2 separate regions of the Gossypium hirsutum genome follow, and region 1 is linked to region 2. The links are chromatin contacts, called in public Hi-C maps. All regions are on one chromosome and are shown on one strand. The core of a region is the stretch at or near the end of the contact, and the rest is flanking DNA. Distances in the headings are between cores, read along the strand shown.

Region 1 (7,092 bases), core at 2,025-4,524, 110 kb after region 2:
AGTGCATCTGCTATCAAATTGCTAGCCACTTACAACTAAAAAAATGGCAATGTCTGCTACCAGGAAGCTTGCTGGGTTCAAATCAAAACACACAAAAACCAAAACTTAGCCTAAATAATCTAATCATAAAACACTACTCCGACTGTTAGCGTTGCATTAACTGATTCACCATCTGCTATCAAATTTCTAGCCACTTGCACCTTTCTTTAATAAGACTTTGATTACTTCTAGATGGGACCCTTGAACAACATAGTGAAGTGGAGTGAATCCCTTGCGATTAGTGGCTCTCACTGAAACTCCTAATGAAAGCAGAGTTCAGACAACCTCTAGATGTCCTTTCTGCGCCGCAAAATGAATCGCACCCATGCCATCCATGGCAACAGCACCAACATCAGCCTTTTGCTTGCAAAGATAACTCACTACCTGTGCTTGCGTTTTGGAAGGAAAAAACATATACAGATGGATATTCTGAACAACCCAAAAGAACAAAGTTGTCACGGGGTAGAATTGAAGTTAAATATCCAGGTAACTATCATGATCTTTGAAGCCAATAAGATAACATCAAGACATAGATTCAACTTCACATCAACCTCTAAAAATGGTTCAGACATATTTGTGTCCCAAGTAATATGCTTAATCATAGTAGCTGCAAAATTCAAAGCAACATTAATAGTTACAACATGGTACCAAATACTCGCTTTATATAGCACAACATGCATTCTTAAATATTCTGAAAAGAAAAATCTTCATAGGCCGTCCATCTTAATTCTGTTATCAAGGATACAACCGAATGAAATCTATGCAAGCACACAAAAAAAAACAGGTTGTACCCAGTGCACAAGGATCTTGGCTATAAACAGGGGCAGGTCTAATGTATCCTGCCTTCCCCTGTTCACAGAGGCTGTTTCAAGGGTTTGAACCCATAACCAAGCAGATAGCAAGTCAGGGACGACCTTCAAAATCTTGCCTATTAAAACACAAAACTTGTAGCTATAGTTTGTATCCAATTGGGTGATAAGAGGATAGCAGCTAGGGACCAAATGAAAAGTTTAGCCACAGTCTTTAAAATCCAAAAGGGCATACATTTTAAGTTTAAAATGATTGGTTTTCAAACAATAGGTTTAACACTATGAAACAAGCATTTTAGTCCATCTAAACAACATCTATCACTCTAAATAAAACCAAACCTATATTCGTTCTGAGGTATATAAATGCCATAATAAGTACCTGAAAAATGGTCATTTTGGCGTTCCACAACATCTGAACCCTTGAACTGCATACAATTTTAGCAACAAGTATACATGCAATTTTCAACAGTCATCAAACATAATATGAATAACAGTAACCATTTTCTTTGTAATACTTGACAAATCTTTCATTTTCAGGATTCAGTGAAAATAGACATTCTCATTCTCATCTAATAAGCACAATAGCAAAATTGGCATTTTGATATTGATGTTACTTATTAATGTGTATGCTTCTGAGTTGTGACCAACTAGAAATCAGCATGACAGAGCACTGATGTCTTTCCATACAGTGTAATTTTCATAGATTAATCTGTTCAAATTTTGAGCATTCTTCACTTTTGCTGTAGAGGCTTCAATGCTAAGAGGAATCACTGGATGATGCATTTTATTGAAGTTAAATTTTCAGTAGAACTTAGCAGTGTACTTGCAAAATATAACCTCTACTGACATGTTCTGAAAATGCTAAATGAGTTCTTTGCATTTATTTCCTTTTCTTTTCATTTTTCCTCCTCACTGTAAGCAAACATTTTACCCCCACCTTACTTTTACCTTACAGTATCTAAAATGTAGGATCAAAGCTCACCTTGCAAGAAAATAACTCAACAATGCAGTCTTCTTTTGTGGGGATCACTCGCAAGTCAAGTACAGGACTTGCTTCAAAGTTGAAGAGTGCAAGTTTTGGAAGTGTGCACCTGAACAGCATCGAAGAACATATATATATATAATCAAGAGATAAAGAAGATGAAGATAAAAGGCATCAAATTAAGCCCTGAGGTTAGAGCTTTAGAATGAATGAGAAACTTGGAATAAGTCAATTTAAAAAAAAAACAGTTCCTTGATAGCCAAAGCAAAAAAGAGATTATGACTGAACAGATCAAATTTTCTTTTTCTTCTCTGGCCTATCTTCTCAAGATTCAGCCATAGAAGCTGGAAAAGCACAAGAAATACAAAGAATGGTAGAAGGAACTAGACTCAATACCCATTCTAGATTCAACTGGACACACTTAAGGAATCTAATAACCAGAATTAGAGAAAAATTTCTGTATTACATGAAACAAAAATTAGAGAGAAAATGAAGGAAAACAGAATGCAGAGGTAAGACATTAGAGAAATATGTAGATACCTCGAGGAGATTAGAGATGAATTTTTCTCGACTGTGGACCCTAATTTTTTAAGGTTTCTTCAAAATACAGAGGTAAGGCTGACGGTCGAGCGACAGAGACGACGATGCTAAGATGGTGAGGTGAGGCCAACGAACGGAGATGAGGAGTCGAAGGAGGATACATAAATGAATCGAAGAACAACAGGACAGACCACATCGACATTGAGGAGGATGTGACGGTCAGGCGATGAGAGCTCCAATTGGAGGGAATTGAGTTTTTATTGGGCATGGGAACAACCGATTACGGTGTAGCCTTTCTTGGAACAACCGATCAAGAATGAGGGAAGGGCAAGGGGAAGGGAAAGGGAAGATTTGTGTTCCTTCTAATTTTCCTGAAAATGTCTTACCGAATTAGAAAGGGTAAGACATTTTCCAAAATTAACACCTTCTTTTCCCGTGTTTTGTGATTGGTTTTACAGTAGGAAAATATTTTCAGCCAAACAAACATCAGAAATTTCAGAAAAAATTTTCGAGAAAACATTTTACACTAATCAAACGAACCCTTAGTGCTTAATTACTTTTTCACCATTCCAATAACATAGTAATTTTTTTTTATTGGTATTTAATTACAATTGTGTTAAAATTATTAATTAAATTTTATAAATAATTAATATTTATTGCTTAAAAATATTTACAATTTATATTTTATATATTAAAATATTAACAACAAATTATAATAATTTTTTTATATTATTATTAAAATATAATAATAAACTAATTTAAATATTATTTAAATATATATTTATTACTTATAATAATATGTCTAAAATCAACCTTTTATTTCTCAAAAGCACGTTTTGATGCACTAAGTATTTTGCATCGCTGTCGGTCGGCGGTCGGCCTCTGCTCCTCATCTCTGTCCGTCCATTGTCGGTAGGAGTAAGGGCTCTCTCGTTTTCGCGCTGACGCTGACTAATTAACGGACGCCTCTCTCAGTCTTTCAAATCTCGGTTCTATGGTAATTTCTAAGGTGCGATGGAAAGGGTGCACCACTTCTCGTAGCTAAACAAGTTCGTGAACCCTAGCTAAACCCTCTTAGGAGTTGCTCGTTGTCTTCTTCTTCTTCTTTTTTTTAAATAATAATATTAGTAGTAACAAACATATTACTGCCAGTCCCCTTTCTATTCGCCAAGAAGCTGCCATGGCAATGGATAGTGGCGCTGATGGGCAGTCTCACAAGGCTCACCGCTCTCGCCACTCGGGTGCCTCTGCAAAAAACCAAAGCCAGAAACAAGGATCAAAACTCCGACCAGAAGCAGCAAAACCCTAAGGTTCCATTGTTTTCCTCCTCCTTTTTACTTGCTATGAATTTGCTTTTCGGCTTTAGCTAATTTCGGCTTTTTTAATTAGTCTTTCGTTTTATATATTAGGCATTTGCTTTTCGTTCCAATGCAAAAGCGAAGCGATTGCAATCGCGTGCCGTTGAGAAAGAACAACGCAGGCTTCATCTTCCTGTTATCGATCGTTCTTATGGCGAGCTGCCTCCGTTTGTGGTCGTGGTGCAGGGGCCCCCTCAGGTAAATTTCTTATTTCCACGATTATTCTCTATTTTTTGTTATATTTTGGAACCAAAGTAATTGATATTATCTTGTTTGGAACAGAGGAGTTTTTTTAATTTAATTGTCCTTTTAGGATGTCTAAATTGGTTTGTCACTATAAGAACTAGGTTAAAAAAGAGGTGGTTCCATTTGAATCAGATATGCCTTTTACATTGAGTGTAAAAGAAAATTATAACGAAATATAAAGTCCTTTTCTAACATCCTGGACCAATGAAATATATATACTTTATTGAGAGCTGTTGCTGAAGGAGAAACGGTGCTGTTTAGCCTAATATTGGATTGAAACTTTAATTTGAGGATGTCCTAATTTCCTCCTTTGAGATTTCACTATCTCATAGTTCTGTGAGGAGCTTTGATGTTAAGGATAGCATATGTTTGCCTTCTAATATGTGTTATAAAGAAAGGGTGAAGAAACTTTTGAATAGAGAAAAGAGGGGGAGGGAAGAATTTTCTATCAATATTGCAAGAAATAACAGAATAATGTAGATTTTAAAGTGCTGACTTCGGAATTATTTATATTTGACGTTATCGAGTAGAGAAATCTTGAAGATAGAACTGCAGCCTAGAAAATCTTGGAAATTGTTTGTTCCAAATGCCATTTGATGCCAAGTTTCAGATTTTTGCCAACTTAGTAATTTGTCTATCTGGCTGTCTGGGTGTGTACAATTAACTCTATGTGGTAACATCTAGAAGTCTTTTCCCATGATTATATTGGTTAACTATTGTTGAACGTTTTACTTGTTGCAGGTTGGAAAGTCTCTTTTAATCAAGTCTCTCGTAAAGCATTACACAAAGCATAATTTACCTGAGGTTCGAGGACCAATAACCATAGTATCAGGTTGATGTCTCCCTAAATTTTAGTAGTTGTTTATATGTATTTATATTGTTTAGAAAAGCAGTGGAGTTGAGGCTCCCTTGTCTGATGTGGGATTCATTGAACTTGTTAGGCAAGCAACGGCGCTTGCAGTTTGTTGAGTGTCCAAATGATATCAATGGTATGATTGATGCTGCAAAGTTTGCTGATCTAGCATTGCTTCTCATTGATGGGAGTTACGGCTTTGAAATGGTGAGATACTGAATATTTTTGTTATGCTTTCCATAGCTTTAACTTTTAGAAGATGGCAATCTGCTTCTTTGAAAATTATTATTTTTATAAATCTTCTCTTTGAATGTCAAGTTCCACTTAGTGAGAGTTTTTAATGTTTTAGATGCTTTTTGGTATTTTGTAGGAAACATTTGAATTCCTTAACATATTGCAAGTTCATGGTTTTCCAAAGGTGATGGGAGTTCTTACTCACCTTGATAATTTTGAGGATGTAAAGAAACTAAAGAAAACAAAACAGCGTCTCAGACACCGTTTCTGGACAGAAATATATGATGGAGCTAAATTGTTTTATTTATCTGGTCTCATTCACGGGAAGTAAGCATCCTACCTAAGATTCTATTTTGACTACGCTAAACGGTGAAATACCATGGCAGTGTACTTTAATAAGTTAAATTGTGAGATTTATTGTTGCTTCTCCCTCTTATCTAACAGGTATCCCAAGCGAGAAGTTCACAATCTTGCAAGATTTATATCTGTTATGAAGTTCCCTCCTTTATTGTGGAGGACTTCTCATCCGTATATCTTGGTTGACCGTTTTGAAGATGTTACTCCTCCCGCGAGAGTGCAAATGAACAGTAAATGTGATAGGAATGTTACGCTTTACGGTTATTTGCGAGGTTGTAATTTGAAAAAGGGAACTAAGGTATGCCCTTTGAATCTTTTCTGACAATCATTGCTATGTTGCATGTTAAATTGTTGGGTATTTTTAAAGATTTAAAAGCTTTTACCAGTGAAGATTCTGCTATATATTTTTCAGTAAGGCTATATAGTTGCCGTAAAAGATGGCCTCATCCATTGCCATTATGCCCTAGAACTTGAGGTTGCACATGCTTCAGCCATTACCTTCTTTTTTACAAGAATCATATGGTTTCTTAGCTTGTGATATTGCTAGAATAACCTTGGCTCCTCACGAACTTGGTTGTGGTAGGCTCATATCGTATCAGTATCAAGTTTCCCATGGATGGAAGCATCCTCACTGTAGTTGATGATCTTAGTGTTTAAAAGAGTGACTCATGTTTACTCCCAAGATTGGTTCACTAGGGATGTCTTTACCTTGATACTAGCCTATCAATCCATATATTTTCTTTTGGATAATTTGTTCTAAGCCCATTTCTTTAGTCAATGATATGACCTTGAGCTTCTAATGTGCTCATGTTAATTAGTGTTTGCTAATTTGTTGTTCTGTTCCTCATTTCTTTGTTCTATTCTGTGAGTTACATGTCATGTCAACTGATTGGGGTGAAATTCAGTATTTTCTTTATTATATCCACCACAACTGGTATGTTGATTTATGAATTTGATTTGTATTTTAGGGTGAAATCTAATTCAGGTGAATAATTATCCAAACACCGGCATCTGATATTTGTAATCTTGAAATAGTGCTAAAGTTCTGAGCACACCAGGGTGAAAGCTCTTAGGATGGATTTGGTTCTTGCAAGCATTCTGTATGGCTGGTGTTACATGCTTGTTTTCATTTATTTGTTCCATTTAGAACCAGTGTTCACGACTTACATTTTTATCAATAAAATTGATTTTGACTTTCTACACGGAACAAAGTTATAAATATCATCTTTGCTTGATAGGGTTGCACTTTCAATATGGATTACAGATCTTTTTTTTTTCTTTAATTAATTTTTTTTATTGTTATCCAATCTGGGAAATGACTTAAGTTTTATTGCACCTAAGTTTCATATACAATTTGTGATCAGGTCCATATTGCCGGTGTTGGAGACTTCAGCTTGGCTGGTGTTACAGGCCTATCTGATCCTTGCCCTTTACCATCAGCTGCAAAAAAGAAGGGACTCCGTCGCAAAGAAAAACTTTTTTATGCCCCCATGTCTGGATTTGGGGATCTCTTGTATGACAAAGATGCAGTCTACATAAACATTAATGACCACTTTGTTCAGTATTCTAAAGTTGATGAAATGGGGGGAACAACAAATAAAGGTTTTTAATCTCGTTTCATTTTCTCATAATTTTCACCCTATTGTTGAAGGTATCTTTAGATAATATCTCGGT
Region 2 (7,691 bases), core at 3,362-5,861:
ACATGGGAAAAAGAAATAGATTTTTAGGGTAACCAAAAATAAAAATAAATTAAATTAAGATAATCTAAACTAAAACAAAATAATACAATTGAATTTTTAAAACAAAAATAAATCCTAACAACCCCTCTTATCACTTGAAAATTAAACCATATTCTATCCAACCTCTAATAGATTTTTTTTTCTTTTGAAGAGTTTAATTAAAAAGCAAACTCATCTACAAACTAATAAAAGAACGAACAAAATATATCCCCCACTCACAAAGGGGTTCAAACACTCAGCCACAAATACCTACTCAGAACACTTAACTACTAAAGCAGATACTTAGTTATGACTAAATTTAATAAACCCGAACTTAAAATTTTAGGGACGTTACAGGGTCCTTCTGCACGTGTATTTGAATGCAACTCAACAATAGTCCATATGCTGAACATACATGAGACAAGTATTGATAAAGAACATGATCTATATATCGTGATCAATAGTATCAAGTGAGGTAACCCTTTCAAATCAGGCAACTCCCTGACTTTAAATCAAGTGAATTGCTTTTTATGGTTAATCTAGAGAGACCACTTAACTAATAACTTCATGTTACATTTGAGTTTTGTCGTTTATTATTTATAGGTGTTAGTAATAATAAATAAATAACCTCAATTTTACAAAAGTGAAATTCGATTATAAACATTTAACAACCCAAAATCTCGAGTTTATTATTTCAACCAAAATTTATCTTTGCTTTCCTAAACATGAAGTTAAAGTATAAGTATTTATACCAATAAATGTTGAATACAATGATAAAATAAAAACATCAACAGAAAAATAGACATAAAAATATATAAATGTTTATAAATTAAACCCTACCAAATGCAATCATTAATTTTAAAAGGTGGCTCCAATTTTGAATTGAAGATTACGATCAAGTCAAATTAATTTATATTAATTAAACAGACGTTGGATTTGTTAGGGATTGCTTTGGTGAAATAAAAAAAATAAGGAGGAAATATTTTTAAAAAAAAATAACTACGCTTTTTGAACGTGTCCAAATAGGATTACTTTATAGATAAGAAATTTTATTTCTTTGGCTAATATGTTTATCTTTTGCTTTTTTATTCTTAGTGCCATGTCTTCTAACAGTTTAACTCTTTTATCACTTTTTAAAATTATTTTTTAATATTCAAAGTAAGTCAACTACCTCTTTTGACCACCATCGCCCACATGTTGGGACTCCACCTAACACCTATGGTCAATATTATTACATCTATTCCTTTTTATAAATCAACATTTAATCTTTGAATTCCCATTATTTATCCAATTTTATTTATAATTTTTTAATTTGATAAAATATGATGACGTAACATTTAAGATTGTATCACATTATTACTTGAATTTTTTTAATTTTTTTATAAAAATTTTAATTTTTAAAAAATAAGATGATGATATGATAAAATATAAAAGTGTTACGTCATTATACCTTAATAGAATCTAAATAAGAGACCAAATTAGAAAAAAAAAAGCTGTCAAGTTTTGAAACTAATGTAAACTAAAAAAAATAAAAAATATCAAATTTAGGGATTAAGTATTACTTTATTCTTTTTTCTTAACTACTAAGTTTAATAATATCTTTGGAATTAAAAAAAATAACAAGTTTAATAATATCTTTGGAATTAAAAAGGAATATGACAATTTTTTTCCTTTGTTCTTTTTAAGCTTATAAGTAGAGAACAATCAAAATATAAATATAAATACATGTTTAAGTAATCGGTTTGTATAAAACCAAACTGTTACAAAATAAACAAATTAAGAAATGGAACAAAGAATCAAATTATTATAGCACAAATTAAGAGTTTGATCAATCCAAACTACTAACTAACTAAAACCACACATAGCAACAACTCATGGTGGGATTCGGAGACCCATACATTTTAATTGCGCATGATGAATCTCGAACGTAAATATTCAAAATAAAAAATCTTAAATTTTTACCAATCGAACCAAAGCACATCAATTTTTTAAAGTCACTTGCAAAGCTTTTTTTTTTTTTTAGTTCTATGCTAGTGTATCTAATTATTATTATTATTATTATTATTATTATCCATTTAGTTTTTGATTCAATAAATTTAAACATAAATTTTACTATTTACTTTTGTAGATGCTTTTGTTATTTGTTTATTTGTAATAAAAATGATAAAAAAATTTAAAAAATCCCAACATTTGATTTATTAGTCAACAATATTCACTCTATTTTTAAGGTCGTGAAATTGAGTTCTAGATTATATTTATGTGAAAATTTATGTGAGTGTGAATTTAAAATTGTACATATAAAAAAGCATATTTAATATTTATATCTTTTTATAATAAATTTAGATTTTATATTAATAAAAATAAAATGTGAAAAATATTATTGCAATCCACATAAGCTTTACTTACACAAAATGAGTATAAAAGAAATCCAAATATGTGTCAGCTATGAAAAAGAATATTCATGATTTGATTAGATTTTAATAAAAAACATCTTTTAGATTCAACAATTCTGCACCAACCTTATAATTTAATATTAACACGTGAATTGTATCTGTGTAAGCTTCATATTTCTTAAATAACATCTCCTGTATATATTTAATTTCTCAAGAACAAATTTAGTGACTAATTTTCTATGTTGTTAAATATTGTGAATAAAAAATAATATTGAGCCTTTTTTTTATCTACATAATATAAAAATAAAAAATAAATACTAAAATGGTATGCCACCCACATTATTTATGGTATGTTGTGGGTGGTGAAGACGCGACACTGCTCTTGTTTTTTTAGCCCAATTATTAGTCTGCTAGTAAAAAAGTTTTTAAGTATTGAGGGTTTAGGACAGGCGGTACTGGTTTATACGGGTACAAAACACAAATACCTGTATTTGGGGGGTTTGGGTGGTGCTTGCTTGACAGTCTGTAGCGGTTGGGTGGTGCCTTTTTGACAGGTGGCACCGATCTGACAATTTGACTGGTCATACAGTGTTTCAGAGTTTCACATGTTATATGAGTTTGGAGTTTCACGAGTTATGGAGCTTATAACCATGGTTTTAGGGGTTGTAAAAACTTAATATTGTGCTGATTGTAAAAAAAAAAGAGAGGAGAGAATAGAGAAGAGAGGAAGGAGACCGTAAAAAAAAAAGAAAGAAGATAAGAGAAGATAGAAGAGAAAGAAGAGGCTAAAAAAAAAGAGATAACAACAATTAGTTTTTTAGGGTTCAATTTTTTTAGAGAAGATAGAAAAGGAAGAAAAGGTAGGCACCCCATAACCCAACCAATGCTGCTGACGCACCATCCAGACTCCAAAAATACAGGTTTTTGTATGTCATATTTGTATAAATCAGTGCCGCTTATTTAAACCCTCAATCTTTAATTTCCTTTTTTTACTAACAAACTAATGATTGGACTGAAAAAACGAGGGTGGTGCTGCTTCCCCACCACTCTCCACCACTCACGAAATACCATTTTTGTAAATAATGGGGATGGCATACCATTTTTATATTATTTAGATAAAAAATCTAACATTGAAGAGGTTACCACTAATTTAAATATCTCATAATTGATACTCAATATAATTACCGTCTGACCGATTAAAACTTTAACGTATGAATGAAAAAAGAAGAGAAACTATTAGTAAAAACAAACACACATTATTTAGAACAATAAAATATGATCATACATGGTTCCTAAAGGCAAAATTGCATGGAAGGTTTTTATATTAGGCATTTTTGGAAGATTTAGTCTCACTATTATAAATTATTAGTCTTTATATTTTTTGAAATGTGAATTTCAATATCAAAGCTAATTTTTCCTTTGAAATTGTGTCAAATAATTCGATATTTTTTAAACAATGGTAATGTAACATATACCACATTGACATTTTTTTTAACAATTAGATAACTATTATAAGTTTTTTTTCTTAAATGTGCAAAATATTCATAAAATAATACCAGAAAAAGACAAATATATATCATGTCATCACTTGCATCAAATTATTTAATAGAATTAACAAAAGGTATTTTATTTCAAAACTGAAAACACAATAAAGAAATTTAAAATGATCAAATTACTGTAAAAAGATGAAATTCACAAAAAATACATCATACAAGGACTTTTTTAGAATTGGACCGTATCCTAAATCTAGGACCACATTGAAAATTACTAACACAAAACATTACACTATCCGAAATGGGCCAGCCCTAAATTTTGGCGCAGGTAAAATATTAAAAATTTCTATGAAATATTCAATTTTTTTCTGAAAAAAAGGGACTGCTTAAACTACATTTTACTGACTGCTAGACAGTCTATGAAGCCGGCTGAGCCGAGCCGAACCTGGCATGTAGAATCGTAAGTAAAATTCTATGTAAGGTTCCTGTTACTTTTTTCTTTTAGTATTTTAGTTTCTCTATTTTTAAATTCAAGGAAGTAAATTCGATTATTAAAATTATTAATTTTTTATTAAATTTATGTTCAGTACAATATTAAGATTTTTTAATAAATTAAATAAATATTTTTATTTAAATAAAATAAATATTTTTTATTTCAAAATTTCACATTAATATATTAAACATAAAGTTGAAGGGTTAAATGGGTGAAGAGAAGAAGGACTTTATAAAAAAATTGACCTTAGGATCATACACAATAGAGCAGAAACAGATCCGGTCCGGGGGAAGAAAAAGTCTTCAGCAGTCTTTCTGCAAATAAAACTTCCTTTCAATCTTTTCTCTGTAATGGAGATGAGTTTTTCATCATTTTAGCTTTGGAAAAACTTCAAGCTCAACCTTCCATCGAAATCAAAATCTTGTTTTTGAAAACGGCAGATTTTGACGAGATCTGGTTTACGGAATGGAAGAAGAGAAAGGAGCTCTGGTGCAGGGCTTGATCGAAGCGGTGAACCAAATAGCTTCGATCGGCGACTACAGTTGCGCCGTGAAGAAGGAGTATTGCAACCTCGCTAGGAGACTGAAGCTGTTGACGCCAATGTTCGAGGAGATTAGAGAAATCAAAGAGCAAATCCCTGAAGAAACGGTTAAAGCTTTGGTATCGTTGAAAGAAGCTCTGGTTTCGGCTAAGGAGTTGCTTATATTCGGAAGTGAAGGCAGCAAGATTTACCTGGTGTGTGAGTATATATATTCATTTTATTTTTTTTCTTTTGGATCTGTTTGGCTGCTGAGAAAGTGGAGGAAACTTAGCTTGTTAAGTGCGTGGACATATCAGAATATTTATCGCAGTGAATATTTGGAAGTAACTGATAAATATTATACTAAATTTAGTTTAATCTAGTGAAAGATGAATGGAGTATAAAATTTTCGTATGATATTTAGTGCTGCACTTCTTTAATTAAAAAAGCAAATAGATGTGGTTCCTTTTTTTTCTTTAATTAATATTTAGAACTGAAAAAACCACTCCAACCTATTCTTTTGCATCTTCAGATAACTATTATGAAAGAATTTCTTTTGTAATTCTCGTTCCTCGTCTCTTGTTAGGTATTACAAGATCAATTCTGCCTCCATTAATTTTCTTTTATATAAGTTGTACAAATTAGAGGAGGGGATGGAGGAGTTGAGGATAGAGAGGGATGTGGTGGTTACTAGTACCCTCTGTGAATGGTTCTGAAGTTTTTGGCCTTGATGATATTTTTCAGAGCACTTCTGCTCCGGTGATTACACTTCATCGGTTTTGCTGTGGATTTTCTTGAAATCAGCAGTATTGTGAATTATATGTTTCCTTTCTTACAACTTGAGGTTGGGGTTTCCCCGTGGGGTGGGGGGTTCAATTTTGCTTGGAATCCCCTATGTATGGCCTTCCTTATTTGAATTTGTTACATTGCATTCCTTCTGTGTATTGCTTTGTCAACAATTGTGTTGGTTTGTCACAGACATTGATTTTGATGTTTTACTGTTGTGGTTGACAAACAACGTCCACCTTATGCCACTCACTTCGAGCTTGGCAGTAAAGAAGGGCGTTCCAAGTGGCTGCTAAGCCATGGATGCGCATGGTTTATGGTATGGATGCTTTGCTGTTGACTGATGAACTTTTTTCCTTATACTTGCAGGTTCTAGAGAGGAAGCAGATTATGCATAAATTTCATGAAGTGACAGCTCGATTGGAGCAGGCTTTGAGTAGAATTTCCCATGAGAATCTTGACATCCTAGAAGAAGTTAAGGAACAGGTAAAGATCTATTGCTAGACATATATCTGGAAGAATTACAGATTACCTCTTCTCTTTCTATATTGTATTAGGCCCTTTGCTATGTGTTACCCAAAGATGATTATTTGAAACATAGTCATATTCGACGTGGAATATAGTTCTGTCAAGTAATCACTGTGATCATGATTAATTAACTTTTTCTTGAGTTTCATATGATTTGAGATACCAAAGATTGTAGGGATATATAAAAGCACACAGACTAAAGAGAGCAACCAAAATATACATTGATTCTTTTCTCAAAACAATCTAATGAAGAGTTTGAGAGCACCAAAGGTCCAAAGCTACTTTATGTTCATTACATAATTATTTTTTGAAGGGGTGAAAAAGGTTTACATGTATAGTATTTCCATATTTAGGTTGAGCTTGTTCTAGCTCAGTTCAGGAGAGCTAAAGGGAGGGTTGATGTACCTGATGTTGAGCTGTATGAGGATCTATTGTCACTCTACAACAAGAACAATGATGCAGAAGCAGATCCTGAGGTACTAAGGAGATTGGCTGAGAAGTTACAGTTGGTGGGAATAGCTGAACTTATGCAAGAATCTCTAGCTCTACATGAGATGGTTTCTGCCAGTGGTGGAGATCCCGGGGCAATATTTGAGAAGATGTCAAACTTATTGAAGGAAATCAAGGATTTTGTACAGACGGAAAATCCTAACTTGGATGCTCCTGCAAGAGAAAAGAATCTTCCTCCTAGTAGCAGCAGTGCGCAAACAACCGCTGTTGGAAATCACAAGGCCCCAGTTATACCAGATGATTTCCGCTGTCCAATATCCCTTGAGCTGATGAAAGATCCCGTCATTGTTTCAACAGGGCAGGTATATTTGTTTCAGATTTCTTGTTCATGATAACTGGGATTTCTTTTGTTTTTAATCATCACTTCAGTCTTGAAAACCACCTGTCCCTCATATAATTATTAAATTGCTTTAATTTTTCAATTTTGCTTGATATATTTGTTTGGTCATTGACCTCACTTGTTGTATCTTATCGCATTGTTTTGTCATTATGTTATTTGGTGAAATGTTTGTTCTGAAAATGCTCCTAGTCATAAAGTGATTCTCTATTTAAATTTGTTTGGAATAGGTAAACTTGAGGTTGGCACACAGGTTGGATGCTAAGTGAAAGATGTTTATAAGAAGTGTTTTTTGATACATTTTATGCACAATCGCACATGTATGCAGAGGCTGAAGTCTTGTTTACGATTATCTTCAGGCTATGTTTTTTAACAGGTTTCATTACTCTCTTCTGTAGACTTATGAACGATCTTGCATTGAGAAATGGCTGGAGCAAGGGCATCGAACATGTCCGAAGACACAACAGACTCTTAGTAACCCTGCTCTTACTCCCAATTATGTATTGCGTAGTTTAATAGCTCAATGGTGCGAGACAAATGGCATTGACCCACCCAAAAGGCCGAGTAGTTCTCAGCCCAGTAAAACCAAATTTGCCTGCTCACCTGCTGAACT

The links. A called contact is a pair of places that touch in the nucleus more often than the background predicts.
Region 1: a Hi-C map of leaf shows a contact between it and region 2, with 2.5 times the contacts expected there. The contact joins the enhancer-like site here to the promoter of LOC107950173 in region 2. A contact is called at or near these places in 8 of 34 Hi-C or Micro-C datasets (callus, hypocotyl, leaf and 1 more).

The regions. Positions count from the first base shown.
Region 1 is chrD03:47,435,582-47,442,673 of Gossypium_hirsutum_v2.1, forward strand. It overlaps the pseudogene LOC107950178. Among protein-coding and RNA genes, the nearest start is that of LOC107944960, 19 kb to the left of the region's middle. Within about 2 kb of position 3,275, at least 7 of the 9 cell types and tissues checked have an H3K27ac peak or open chromatin away from gene starts, as enhancers often do. A contact at or near this core is called in leaf, where this site is marked.
Region 2 is chrD03:47,325,111-47,332,801 of Gossypium_hirsutum_v2.1, forward strand. It overlaps LOC107950173 (U-box domain-containing protein 13), which reads left to right and starts at 4,612. Exons shown (of 4, transcript XM_016884961.2): 1 at 4,612-5,132; 2 at 6,073-6,189; 3 at 6,585-7,043; 4 at 7,477-7,691. The coding sequence starts at 4,863.